Regions from separate parts of the Mus musculus genome. Here region 1 is linked to region 2. A link is a contact called in public promoter capture Hi-C data. All regions are on one chromosome and are shown on one strand. Each heading gives the region's core, a stretch centred on a gene start, on an enhancer-like site or on the middle of the called end of the contact. The rest is flanking DNA. Distances are from core to core; before and after follow the strand shown.

Region 1 (6,806 bases), core at 1,721-4,220, 220 kb after region 2:
GTATCAGGGCAGCTTCCCAGCATCCTTTGAGACAGGAAAGGGGAGGCTTTGGGTTGGAGGTCCTGAGCAGCATGGATTTTATTCTTAATCAGAGTGAGGAGAAGCTGGGCATGCTGTATCTTACTTACTTGTGAAGGTCACTCCAGCTTCTCAGGGGTGGGGGAGGGGGGGAGGCTTTAAACGCATCACACCACTGCCTGACTCCAGGAGACATCAGTGAAGCCCTGGAGGTATGTTAAAGGGAAGTTAACAAGGTACAGGGAGGGAGAGCTGTGCGTTAGGAAGGATACAGGACAGACACTGGTCCTGATGTTGGTAACGCTGCTGTGTGGCTGTTAGGCAGCTGTAGACATCACAGGTGGACAGTCCATACAGGTGCTTTGTGGCCTGGCCTGGCGCCAGCATAGAGATCAAAGCAAGAAGTCAACAGGAAAGGGAAAGCAAATGGCTACACAGAAGCTGCACTTGACTCTGGTGGAACATTGTCAAGACAGACATTGCCCAAGATTTGGAGTGGGGGTGGGGCAAGGCTTGAGAAGCGGGGAGCAAAACCAATAGAATAGAGAAAAGATAAGAAAGCAAAAACAAAGACAGAGGTGCAGTGCTCACCCAGTCAGCAGCCTCGCAGAGGAAAAGGTAAAGTTAAAGGCTGGAGAGATGGCTCGGTGGTTAAGAGCACTGACTGTTCTTCCAGAGGTCCAGGGTTCAATTCCCAGCAGCCACTTGTTGCCTCACAACCATCTGTAACTCCAGTTCCAGGGAATTTGACCACAAGGTATCTGTGGCTCACTGACATGCACGCAGGCAGGCCCCATGTGCAACATTCATTTTTCAAAAATCAGGTTAAAATGTAGCAAAGTAGTCTAGCAGCAGGTGCTGGGAAAGACACAGTCTTGGAACGGGTGCAGCCCCAGGCAGCAAGGAGGGAAGTCCACATTCTAAATTCTTCAACCAGTAGCCAAGCACAAAGAGTAGGCAGCCATACCTCAGGGAAAGAACAGACTAGCCAGAGTTCTCTACCAGTGCACGGGGAAAAGAGTAAAACTGTCATTCAAGTCCAGCCGCAGAAAGCATCTTCCAGAGTTCTCAGGACTCCAGGTACCGTTGTTAACTAGAGCAATGCAGAATGAGATTCAGGCAGTACTACGGAGCTCAGGGCAAGGTCCAGGGGTAGCTGATAGAGGCCAGAGCTGCAGAGCCTAAGAGGACTGTATGCCAGTGCAGCGTGCATGAGATTGTCTCCCAGTGAGGCTTCCTGCCAGTGCTCCCACCAGTGTGCTCCCTCCTCCGGGACCCTCTGGATCCCCGACTTACTTAGGCAGCAGGGAGCAGAGGGATCTGTAAGTCCCATCATGGGTCTCAAGGAGCCAGATCCATTCTCGGTCTCTTGTAGGTAATCCTTAAAGTAAAGTGTCTCATCTGAGCTTCCTTCCCAGCATGCCAGACTGATCAGGGACTGTCCCTCCTCCCAGTCCTCCCTCCGCAGAAGAGGATTCCCACGAAATTACAGGCATCACATCACTCCTGAACTCCTTGAAGAACCAGGTCTAACATCTACAACTCCGTTATTCAGTGTGGGCCTCAGTGTCTTTCTCTAATGCCAGTTGACATGCAGGGTCAACGTGGAAATCTGGGTGTGCAGCCTGGCAGAAGCAGCTTCCATTAAGGACTACATAGTAGTGGTGATGAGAAATGCTTGCTCCCTCAGGTCAGTGGAGCCCCAGCACAGCAGGGTTGGCAGGGTGGTATGATGCTGGTGACATTGGCTGTAAATGACACAGGACAAAGATCCCATGCCCGCATGACCTCCATGCTCCAGTCAACCTGTCAATCAATCACCAAGTCACTATCTGGCCATGAGAGATTTTTTGCTTGCTATTGTCTCCATTCTGCTGTGGGTATCTCTGTGCATCTCCCAGGTAACAGAGGAGCGGGTTGAGACCTCACCTTGTGGGTCACAGTGTAGTCATGTGTCAATCTCTGACTTCCAAACGCGGCTGTCACAGAGCTACCCCCTTCTCCAAGAACTTGGTCTGGAGATAATTAACTCTGATGACCTGAAAGTCACAGTGCAGGTGGTGGCAAGGGTTCCCTCGGGAGCCGCCCATGAATGTCACCGTGGGATAAATGGCATTCGTAGACACAGACAAAAGCAAGTCACCGAAGAGCCACCACAGGAAATCCCCCACTTGACAGTTTTTGAGGGCGTTCAGGTTCAGTATGGAGTGAGAGTGGGAGGCTAAAAATAGCCCACTCAGCCAGTTAGTGAGTGCCTGACACCTTACAACCCATCAGTGCGTTCCTTCCCGACATCCCAGGTACACACAGGGCGCCCCTTGGGGGCTCTGTCCTGGTACTCACAGGGGCTCCATGCAGAGGAAGCAAGTTGGAACCATTTTTCGGAGGAAAGAGAGCAAATGGGGACCTGAGTCATCTGTTTGTGGTCTAGACAGATGTGAGCCCCAGTCAGTCGGCTGCAGTACCCCAGTGCTCATTCCATAGACGGCTAAGGCCAGAGGCCTACACTGGGAACCTGGAGTTTAAATGGAGCCTAGAGGTATAGAGCCGGGGTTAGCAAGTGGGCTGGGGGAAGGTAGTGACCCAGCATGGCAGCAGGTCAGGCAATCATCCCAGGCAGGACAGGCAGGTGGGGACATCAGAGCAATGGCCAGCAGCAATGAGTTAATGGATGAGTGGATGGCTGGGTTTGGGAGCGGGCAAAGTAGTTCTGGGTTCCTGACAACACAGAGAGAGAGAGGCAGGATCCAAACACAGCCTGGTCATACACCAGGGACATGAGTGTTGTCAGGAAGGGACTTGGTTTTTGCTCATCTATAGGTACCAAAGACTTGAGTGCATTTCTGATAGACTTGAGGTTAAAGGCAGAGAGAAAGGGGTGGGGATGAGAGATGCAGCAGCCACAACGTGCTGAGCGGAGCCTCGCTCTGCTCAGACGCACTGGGAGGGCAGAATGAGGTCACATTTGGAACCAGAGTCCGGATCATGTGCTGTCTGAAAGAGACACTTTCATAAATCCTGATGCGTGGCTAAGGAACAAAGATGGATACAGACGCAGAGGAAATGACCAGAGGACGGACGAAAGCTAATCTCAGTCAAAACCACTCACGGCACAAATCATGTATGTTAATAGAGGTATCAGGCCTAGCACAGCTGTGACAAGCTTAAACCTGTATGTGCACAGCCTCTGGCACAAATGCGCACAGAAAAACTGTTAGACACATACGGAAACCTACCGGACACAGCTGTAATAGAAATTCATCAAAGCATTGTTAGTACTCGGTGAGGGAGGAAGTGCGTCAAATTAGGAAGGGTGTCGGAGTGCAGGCCCTATAGAATGCAGAGCTATAGGTGCTTTACAGGCCACATTTATCTCTGACCTTGGAATGCTTCCTGCTTCCCAGTAAATCCAAGGAACAAATCAAAAGTCAATCTCACTCATCAGGGAATTACAATTTTTTAAGAAATGAGCTCTTGCCCCACTCCAAGACTAGCAACAAGAAGAGTGTTCTAACTAGCACACAGTGACAGAGTGGAGGGTGTGGATTCCAGACCCTGGCCCTCCATACCTCCTGACCTGCTCTGATCGTGCTCTGAACAGTGACCACTGAGCAGCTGTGACTGTGTCATCCTCTTGGGATGACCCTGTACTACCCACCAGGCTTTCCTTTCCCTCTCTCTGTTCCTGTGACCAGCAGTGGCCCAGAACAAGGGCTGGACCTTTGGGGTACTAGAGGGACATTCCATGGACATGCAGCCCGCCATGGTGACACGAAGTGAGCTAATGGGTGTCCTGCTGCCATGACTTGGAGCTCAGGAGACCGAGGCACACCCAGCTCCCTGTGACCTGTACAGAGGATGTTAGTAGTCCCGAAACAACTTTGAGTGGCGAATGTCTGAGGCTGCAAACACCCTCTCTGCCTCTGGCTCCCTTTGAGTCAAAGGGAATGAGAGCAAAAGAGGAAACCAGGAAGGTCAAGGGCCAGGGGCTCCCAATGCCAACCAGAGGAAATCTGAGAGGTATGAGTGTTCTCTGTAGGCATCTCTTCATGGCCTGCCTAGAGCTCTAGGCTCAGGCTCCTATCTAAGAACCAGAACACACAGGATGAAAGAGCTGTCACCATGGTCCAGACTGCAGACAGGATTAGCCCGAGTCACATAAGCTGGCAACAGGTTACTCCCTGCTGTTCCTCAGGCATTGAAATTGCACAGTGTAGAAGATACTCAAAGCCCTAGACCTCTGAAGAGCAGAGTGGGAACCCCACCACCACCCCCGAAATCATATTTTTATAGGCCCTGAAAGACCTGCTTCCCTGCCCCTGGCTCACATCTGAACGTCTATGGAGCCAGTCTGCACAGCCCTTCTTGGGCCCGGTGGTCACCCCATTCTTGTACTATCAGAGGTGGGGTGACATCTCCTGGCAGAGACAAAACGGATAACTTCTGCAGTGTTTGGTTATATATCAACTCCAGCTGCCAATAACAACCACTCCAGAAAGCCAAGAGACACACAGCCGAGCCAGAAGGGAAACACAGGGAACAGGGTCAGCAGTGACTTGCGTTTGGAACTCTTCCACAAGGGTCCTAAAATAGCCAGCAAGGGAAGAGAGGCAAAGGTGAGGAAATGCAGAGGGAAAAGCATTTACCAAAGAATCTGAATCTATAAAAAAAAAAATCCTAAGTGGAAAATATAAAATAAGAGACCCAATGGTGTGGGCATGGTAGCACACACATCTGCAATCTCAGTATGAGGGAGGCTGGAGTTCAAAGCCAGCCTGAGCTACATAGGGAGGAAAGGAATGAAAGAGGGAGGGAGGGAGGGGAGAGGGAGGGGAGAGAAAAGCAGTAAATAGATTTAAGGGCATTGTTTAAGAGTTTAAGTTTTGACACACAGAAGCTATACATATCTCCAGTGCATCCTGTGGTGTTCTGACATATGTGCACATTGTGTGAGGTTCAAATCTGCATAAACATGTTTACCTCCTCCAAAGTTCATTGCTTCTGTGGCAGAAACATTCACAACCCTTCACTCTAGGTTTTGGGACACGTGCAGGACATTGCTGCTATGTCTGTCTGTGCTGTGCAAACCCATTTTTTTTGGCTTAATTGTGACTTCGCATCCACTGGTCAACTTCTCCCCCCCCCCCAACACAACCCTGCCCCCCTCCCACCCCCCTCCCCCCTCCCCCTCCCCCTGCCACGTGCGCCTCTCTCCACTCTCCAGCCTCCGGGAACTGCTTCTCTCAATTTCTATGACATCACCAGATGAGCTTTTCAGCGTTCTGTTTGGGTGAGATCATGTAGGGCTTGTCTCTCGACACCTTCATTTGACTTAATGACCTGTAATTCCATCCGCATTGTACAAGTGACAGGATCGCTCCTTCTCCGCGCCGAGTCGCTTCCCAGGCTATGTACTACACTTTCTTTATGTGACTAGGAGTTGACGGATGCTTGGGCTCTTTCCCTTGCTAGGCTGGTGTGAGCGTGCAGCAATAAAGCCCGTGGCGCAGGCGTGCGCAGCTCTCCTGTGGATGTTACCCACTGCAGGTTGATGGATCATGTGCTGTTCGGATGCTAATTTTTCAAGTAACCTCCTTGCCTTCTGTCATAGTGGCTGTGCTAACTCACATGCCCACCCAGAGTGTGCCGACACTCCCCTTCCCCACACCTTTGAGGTCACTTCTCGACTTTTGTCTTACAGATGACAGTCATCCTAACCCGTGGGTGAGGTGTCTTAGTCAGGGTTTCTATCCCTGTACAAAACATTATGACCGAGAAGCAAGTTGGGGAGGAAAGGGTTTATTCAGCTTACACTTCCACATTGCTGTTCATCACCAAAGGAGGTCAGGACAGGAACTCACACAGGGCAGGATCTTGGAGGCAGGAACTGATGCAGAGGCCATGGAGGAATGCTGCTTACTGGCTTGCTTCCCCTGGTTTGTTCAGCTTACTTTCTTATAAATCCCACAACTACCAGCCCAGGGATAGCACCACTCACAATGGGCCCTCCCACCTTGATCACTAATTAAGAAAATGCCTTACAGCCAGTACATGAGGCTAGCTCATTTTAGTTTTGGTTTGTTTCCCTAATATTGAACTTTTTTTTTTCAGGTACCTGTTGGTCACCCATTTGGTACTATTGCCTGTTTTCAAATTGGTTTTTATTGCAATTAAGATATTTTATTCTGCCAGGTGGTGGTGGTGCACACCCTTAATCCCAGCACTTGGGAGGCAGAGGCAGGCAGATTTCTGAGTTCAAGGCCAGCCTGATCTATAGAGTGAGTTACAGGACAGCCAGGGCTACACAGAATAACTCTGTCTCGAAAAACCAAAAAAAAAAAAGAGAGAGAGAGAGAGAGAGAGAGAGAGAGAGATTTTATTTCCCACATGTTCTGCTATTAATCATCAGATGTGTGATTGGCTGGCATTTCCTCCCTGTTTGCAGGATGGTCTTTTCACACTGTTGGTTGTTTCCTCTGCAGTACGGAGGCTTCGTAGTTTGACATGATCCCGTTTGTCCATTTGCTATGCTTTGGGGGGGTCACCATCAAAGAGACATTGAGCTAATGTCTTGACACATTTCCTTTACATTTCTCCTAGTAATTCCACAGTTTCAGACAAGGATGGCTAAGCGTATACCAATTGACAAATACAGTGCACCCCATCTATAGAAGAGATGATAAACCCACATGATGGTCTCGTAGATACTGGGGAGGCCTTGATGGGGTGTGGCATCAGCACAAAGTAGGCCAAGGAGAAATATGCCTGTGACAGTAAGAGCTTGGCCT
Region 2 (6,793 bases), core at 946-3,445:
ATCCGGCCTTTGCATACGCCAGTCCCTTTGCCTGGTGTGCGGTCCCCACCCCACACACTTTTCCTTCAGCTTAGTCAGGCTTGACTGGGAGTCTTCCTTCCCCATCCCTGTTAGCCGCCATCCCCAACCCTCAGCCCCATAGACCTCGTCCCCATCTGTGTCACCACCGGTTGGCTTGGCCACTGACCTTTCTCCTAACGTCACCCCACACACACCCCCAGGCCATGGGATTGCTATGAACTGAGGTGCCTGCCTGAGGGAGACCAGGGCTGATTTGATTCCTGGAGGAGGATGAACAAGAGGGTGGGCAAGAAAGACAAACTGGAGGAGGTCTGGGGGCTCAGCTGGAGCTTTCACCCATGGAGACCTTTCTCTGTCCTCAGTCAACCGTGAGCTGGTACGGAAGGCCTGCGGGAAGAGCCATCTGGTGGTCCACAGTAGCATGGAGCCTGACGTGGGCCTACTGCGCCTCTACCCTGGAATTCCCGCCTCCCTGGTAGGGAAACCTTAGAGCCTTCTGTCCTACAGTGCCCTCCACGGCTCCCGTGCCCTCATACCTCCAGGGCTCCCTGGAACTGTGGTCTTACTTCCCTGCACCCTGGTGGCCTTGCTCAGGCCAAGGTCTTCACAGAGCGATGGCTTTACCCGTTTGGGCAGCCTTGCCTTCTTAGTTGAGCTCCGCTCTTCCTGGGATGAAGTCTTGATTGATTGAAGGTGGGAGGCTGAGCATCTGGGCTGGGTATGGGCTTGTGGACACATGGGGATGTGTGTGGTCACCTGGTGCCACCTTTAGGATGCCACTCTGAGGCTGGCTGGGAGTGTCCCCAGGGACTCTGCTTTCTACTGTTCCTGCTTTCTTTCTGGCCAGGTCTTAGAATGTAGCTCAGGCTGGCCTGATTGTACTCCTCCCACCCCACCCACCGCTGCCTCTCTCTCTGCCTTTTCTTTTTCTTCCTGTCTTCAGCCCTCTGAACTGGCTCTTCTTGTGATGTCTGCGGTGCCCCCCTTACCTGTTACAGCTGATAGGACACAAAACTCTCCTCTGTCCTTGAATGTAGTTGTCCTGCCTGGAGGAGTCTGGGCAGGGCCCATTCTGAGGGTCTTCAGTGTCAGGAGCCCTGGTTCTCTAAGCTAACACTGGAGGGGTAGGGGGAATTATTGAGGCTCAGCTCGCCCCACAGTCAGAGAGACCCTGCTTACCATGAGAGGGAAGTCAGATAGTTAGGAAGCCTATAGGATAAGCCCTGTTGTTCTTTCCAGTGAAAACACTCCCAAATCTGTGCTCCCTGCCCAGGTCCGGACCTTCCTCCAGCCCCCACTGAAAGGCGTGGTCATGGAGACCTTCGGCTCTGGGAATGGGCCCACCAAGCCAGACCTACTACAGGAGCTTCGGGTGGCGGCCGAACAAGGCCTGATCATTGTCAACTGTACCCATTGCCTTCAGGGGGCTGTGACTTCGGACTATGCATCTGGCATGGTAGGGGTGGAAAGTGGGCCTGGGACAAAGGGAGGGTATCTGGACTCTGCTTCCCTTTCGCTGTGGCGGTCCCAGGGCCAGCCTCCTTTCCTGGTTCCTCTACAGGCCATGGCAGGAGCTGGCATAGTCTCGGGCTTCGACATGACATCAGAGGCTGCCCTGGCCAAACTGTCCTATGTGCTGGGCCAGCCAGGGCTGAGCCTGAATGACAGGAAGAAGGTGGGTGTACCCTTGGGACTCGGAGCACTCCCGAGAGCACATGAATACCTGCTGACTACTGAGAGGGCTAGGAGGAGTGTCTGTGTTCTGGAAGTGGAAGGGAAGATAGGGCCAGTGCTGACCCAGTTCATCCAGGCCACACCCTAGCCTTCTCTGGGGAGTCTTGGATTCTGGGTACCAGTTCAGTATCCCTCCCCCACTGCTCCTGACACCCTGCCCTGCCTCCCACTTCCTACAGAGCGCTCCAGGCCTGTAGGCTGCCAAGCCCTGGCTGAAGTCTTAGGAAACCTAGAGTTTTTAGGGAGAGAGGGCAGTGTTAGCCTTCTGTGGGCATTGTGGGTCACACTAAGCCCTTGCAGGGTGTCACAGAGGTGGAATATCAGACCTCTGTCAGGCCCAACTCCCTGTGGGATCCAGGTCATTCCAAATAGTCTGGACTCCCCGGTCCGGTGGTGGCTAAGCCTCCATATCCTTCTGTTCCAGCTGCTGGCCAAGGATCTTCGTGGGGAGATGACGCTGCCTGCAACAGATGTCTTGCTGCAGGATGGCATGCTGGGCTGCAGGGTAGCTTGGCTTCTCAGTATGAATGGCAGCCAGGTACCAGCTGCGTTGTGTGGGAGTGGCAGGGTGAACACACTCGGGGGATGGCAGAACCTACCATCCATCTCCTGTACTGTCATTCTGGCCTAGGAGGGGACCAGGAAGAAGCTCTGGGGTGCATGGTGAGGACTTAGAGGGATTTCAAGGCAGAGTCAGGAAAGGGACCTGTCTGTTGTGTGGAGATAGAAAAGATGGAGCCGCCAAGCAGGGGCTGCTGTGGTCAGGACACGTCCTGCTGGCTTGGACCTCAGACTGGGGTGAGCTTAAGCAAGGTGGGATGCTGTCTGTCCTGCTGTCTGTCCTGGTGCTGAAGAGTCAGGGCTGACTGGGGTCTCTTCAGGACTCTGAGCTAAGGGTTCCAGGCTACACACGGGCACCTTGGAATGTGGTCTAACCCCCAAGCTTTCCTCTGCCCTCAGTACTTGAGTGCGCAGACCCTAGCAGGGGTGAGGAAACAGAGGGCCCAGGAGCCCAGCAAGTGGCTCCTGCAGAGTTACCTTATGAGCCAGGTGGCTAATGACTCCTTGTTGCCTGTGGGTATGGCCCGTCATTAGGGTGACTGTGTGATGAGGTTCCTCGTCCCTCTAGGGCCCTGCTGGCCTGAAGCTGTGATTAGGGCCAGCATGGACGCTGGACAAAGTGGCACTTTGAAGACTTTCCAGGGCCTTGGAGGACCCCTGGGGGACTGGGCAGTGGGACGGTAGCCCTTCCAGGAATACTGTGCATTGATGCCTTTCTGATGTGTGTGGGGGAGGGGGGACCCTGCACCATTTCTCATGCTCTCCCAAGGAATGACCTGTGACTCTTCCTGTCTGCAGCGGAGGGAGGCAGAAAATGGAACAGATAGCAGATAGAGGGAAACAGGTGGTAGCCTGGTCTCTGCTTCCAGGCTGTGGGGGCAGGTGGGCACGGGGACTCCTGCCAGAGCCCTCCAGTGGGGTGATTTGGGTACCTTCCTCCTGTGGAGAGATGGGTTCACATAGACAAGGTACTGCTGGCTCTTTCTGTTCTTATCCTGTGAATACTCAGTGCCTCAAAGCATGGCAGTGGCCCATGTCACCATTGCCTTTTTGTCAGGAGGCTGATACCATGAAGGATGTTCTTCTGCCCGGCCTGGCCCTGGCTGCAGCTCACGCTGGTGACCTGGACACCCTGCAGGCCTTTGTGGAACTGGTGAGTTCCCCACTGAGGGACCAAGCTAGTGGGTGGGACGCCGCTCACACGGGCAGAACACCCTCCCCAGGTGTTCTCACTAATGCTCCTAAGCCACACTGGGCAATGGGGCCTGCATCCCAGCCCCAGGGCCTTGCTGGAAGATGGTGTAGGGGTGGACCTGTGAACTCTCATCCTTCCAGTCCTCTAGGTGGTTCACCTGACCTGTCCTAGCCCTGTTTTGAGGCCTTGTGCCCTTGTGTCATCCTAGGACAGAGACCTAAACCTGAAGGACTATAGTGGTCAAACCCCACTGCATGTGGCTGCACGGAGGGGCCATGCCGCAGTGGTTACCATGCTGCTGCAGAGGGGTGCGGATGTGGATGCCCGTAATGAGGATGGTCAGAGCCCACTATTGCTGGCCGTGAGGGGCAGGTACCAGGGGCCTGGGTGCTGCCATGGGCATGTGGGCAGCTGCACGGCGGACGCTTGTCTGATGGGGACAAAGATCGGGTGGAACACAAACAGGGTCAGTGAAGGAGGCATATTTCCGTGGGGCAATCTGGAAGGGCTACATGGAGGAGGTGGCCTCAGAAGACGCTGGCAGTGTCTCCGAAAGGAGAATACCGCTGACGAAGTGTGAGGAGTTCCTGGTGACCTCCAGTCATCCGTGTTTCCCAAGATCTGGCAGAAAAAAAGCTGGCAGAGGGGCTGTGACAGGCATAGGTGACCTGGGTGGAGGGTCCCCAACTGGCCCTCCTCACCCCATGTGGAAAGATAGCCACTTCAACCTGTCCTCTCCAGTCCTGCCTGCCAGGCTCTGCCCTGGACATGCTAAGAGAGTGTGGGTGTTTGGGCATTGCCCAACATCCTGTAAGGGAAAGGAGACAGGACCCTGAGGTGCCCTCAAGCCTGCCAATTTCTCCCGTCTCATGCAGGAAGGCTAAGGCCACACGGTGGGGTCCAGCTGGTATCCCCATCCTGGAGCTAAGAGCAGCATTGGGTGCAGAGATCATGTCATCAGAGTTGGGTACTTCCTTCTGTGACCTCTACTGCCAGTACATGGAGCATGGCGGCGGCCCAGACCAGCCTGGCAGAGGCATCTCTGCCAGAGTAGTTTCTCCTGGGCTTCTCACAGCAGCGCACAGCCCACAGACCCTGGGCTGTTAGGGAGTGGGGTGCTTGAGTTGCCCAGGAATATCAGATGGTAGTGTCCAGTCCTGATCCCTCCCCGTGACACCCCCACCCTGGGTTGGGGATGCTGAGGCAGAGCCCTCTTTTCAGAACAGGTCTGGGAGGCTCCACCTTGGCCCTGCTGACACCCCTGCCCCTCCAGGTGTGGCTTAGCTAGATCGCCTCAGGAAATAGCTCCCGCCTTGCTGGACCCCCACTGTTCACGTTTCCCCACCTATATCCAAGGGTGGAGTTGGGGCACAACTGACTTGGTTTCCCCAGGGCCTATCCTGGGTCTGAGCAGAGAGAGGTCACTTCGGTGGTGTGACACAGTGGGACTGACTGGCTGAATGTGTCTGGGATGCTGCTCCCAGCTGAGGAGGGAGGCCTCCTGGGGTGTGCAGTTTGCACAAAGAGCTTTTCCACCTGTGGGCTGAATGGAGGCCATAAAGGATGAGGTGTCACCCTGGTCTGGGCAACAGGGGACAGTCCTTGTCTGGGACTAGGCTGTGGGTGTCTGAGTCGCCCCAGTTCTCACCCCACCCCCCCACCCTCTGAGAACTGAGTGAGGCTGGCAGGGTCCAGGCCACACTGACAATCAGCACTCTTCCATGACAGGCATCAGAGTGTCATTGGGCTGCTGAGAGCTGCTGGGGCCCGCCTGTCTCCCCAGGAGCTGGAGGACGTTGGGACAGAGCTGTGCAGGTGATGGTCTGAGCGGCTGTGTGTAAGGGAGGTGCCGGGAGGGGTCAGGGCCACTGGGTGGGGCTGAGGAGGGGGAGCCAGCCCACACCCAGGTGGCATACAGTGGCCTGGCTGACCGACGCATCTCCCTCACACCTGTTATAGGGGTGCCCAACAGAACAATCAGCAGGGGTGGGTGGGCATGTGCTGTGGGCTTGGTAGGCATGGGGGGTAGGGGGAGTAAAAACAGGGAGAGAGAAAAGCAGATCTGGGCTGCGACAGCTGGAGTTGGGTGCTGTCATAAGGTGTTCATCCTGGGTCCTGGAGACTTATGAGACTTCAGACTGACCTGTTGGGACGTCCTTAGTCTATAGGCCTCAACCTCAGCCCCCACACTGGTCTGCAGTCTCCCAGGGGAAAAGTGCTGTTTGCTGACTTCCTCCCAAGATGGAGGGATAAGGGTGGCTTGCAGAGGCGATGGGGGGAGGGTGGGAGGGAACAAGAGAATGGAGGCTGGCTTTGAAGGGCCTCCTGGGGTAGCTTGGTTCAGGACTGCCACCCTCTCCGGGGGCAGACCTATTGGCTCTGATGAAAGTGAGGCAGCACGCAGGTCCCAGGAAGCTGAGCCTAGCGTCAGCCATCCCCAGGGACTCTGCTTTACAGAGGCTGGGCTAACGTGAGCTGCTAGCTGGACTGAGGTATAGGGAACCAGTGTCGGTGAACTGGCTGCAGGTGCTTCCAGCATGATCCACCCCAGAAATTATACAGCGCCACACCAGGGACTATGTCTTCCTGAGCAGGAAGGAGTCTCAGGCCACTTGGGGCTCTTCTAGCCTCAGTTTACCCAGGGTGGGGCCTGGCTCTTAAGAGTAGAAATACAGACTTTAGCAGAATGAAGACATTGTTTGAGGTTGTCCGCTCCAAACTTCCTCTACAGGGAAAGTGACCCCCATACTTCTTCCCCAGCCAGAATGCGCCTGTAGCCTGCCAGGGTCCAGGGTTGACTCGGACCCTTCAGCTACCCAGTTCCCTTCGGTAGCCACTGGCTGTCGTTACTTCCTTCTGCCTTCTGACAGGCCAGACACGTCACAGAGTCTGTGTTGTGAAATATGAAACTGGCAGGGGGTGGGTATGTGCATACTCACAGGTGCACGTGTGTGTATGTGTGTGTGTGTGTGTGCGCGCGTGCGCGCTCATGAGCACTCGTGCCCTTGACCTGAGTCATAGTCACACCCCATAGGTGAAACCAGACTCCAGGCCGCCCGCCCGCAGCTTAGCCTCCTGCCCCAGGGCTGGGTGCTGCTGGATCAGCTGTTTAGGGCTGTCTTTGTAAGAGTACCTAGGGCACAGGGAGAGGCACATTCATAAGGTAGGCAGGTGAGGGACCCAGCAGGTTCTGACAGCTTCTCTCCATCGCCCCCTCCCCCAACTCCCAGGCTGGCATCAAGGGGAGACAGCGAAGGCCTGCGGGCATGGTGGCAGGCTGGG

What was found. Capture Hi-C pulls out chosen DNA fragments and counts their contacts.
Region 1: a contact with region 2 is called in a promoter capture Hi-C map of adipose tissue. The contact joins two enhancer-like sites. A contact is called at or near these places in 5 of 115 datasets of contacts at active chromatin or transcription factors (craniofacial prominence, embryonic basal ganglia, embryonic forebrain and 2 more) and 3 of 9 other capture datasets (adipose tissue, embryonic stem cells and liver).

What each region holds. Positions count from the first base shown.
Region 1 is chr12:112,341,486-112,348,291 of GRCm38.p6, forward strand. No RefSeq gene overlaps it. Among named protein-coding and RNA genes, the nearest start is that of Gm29890, 4.6 kb to the left of the region's middle. Within about 2 kb of position 2,971, at least 18 of the 459 cell types and tissues checked have an H3K27ac peak or open chromatin away from gene starts, as enhancers often do. A contact at or near this core is called in adipose tissue, where this site is marked.
Region 2 is chr12:112,119,571-112,126,363 of GRCm38.p6, forward strand. Aspg (asparaginase) reads left to right here. Exons shown (of 15, transcript NM_001081169.1): 7 at 384-496; 8 at 1,295-1,477; 9 at 1,583-1,696; 10 at 2,180-2,293; 11 at 3,374-3,469; 12 at 3,720-3,883; 13 at 5,240-5,326; 14 at 6,742-6,793. Among named protein-coding and RNA genes, the nearest start is that of Mir203, 7.9 kb to the right of the region's middle. Within about 2 kb of position 2,196, at least 6 of the 459 cell types and tissues checked have an H3K27ac peak or open chromatin away from gene starts, as enhancers often do. A contact at or near this core is called in adipose tissue, where this site is marked.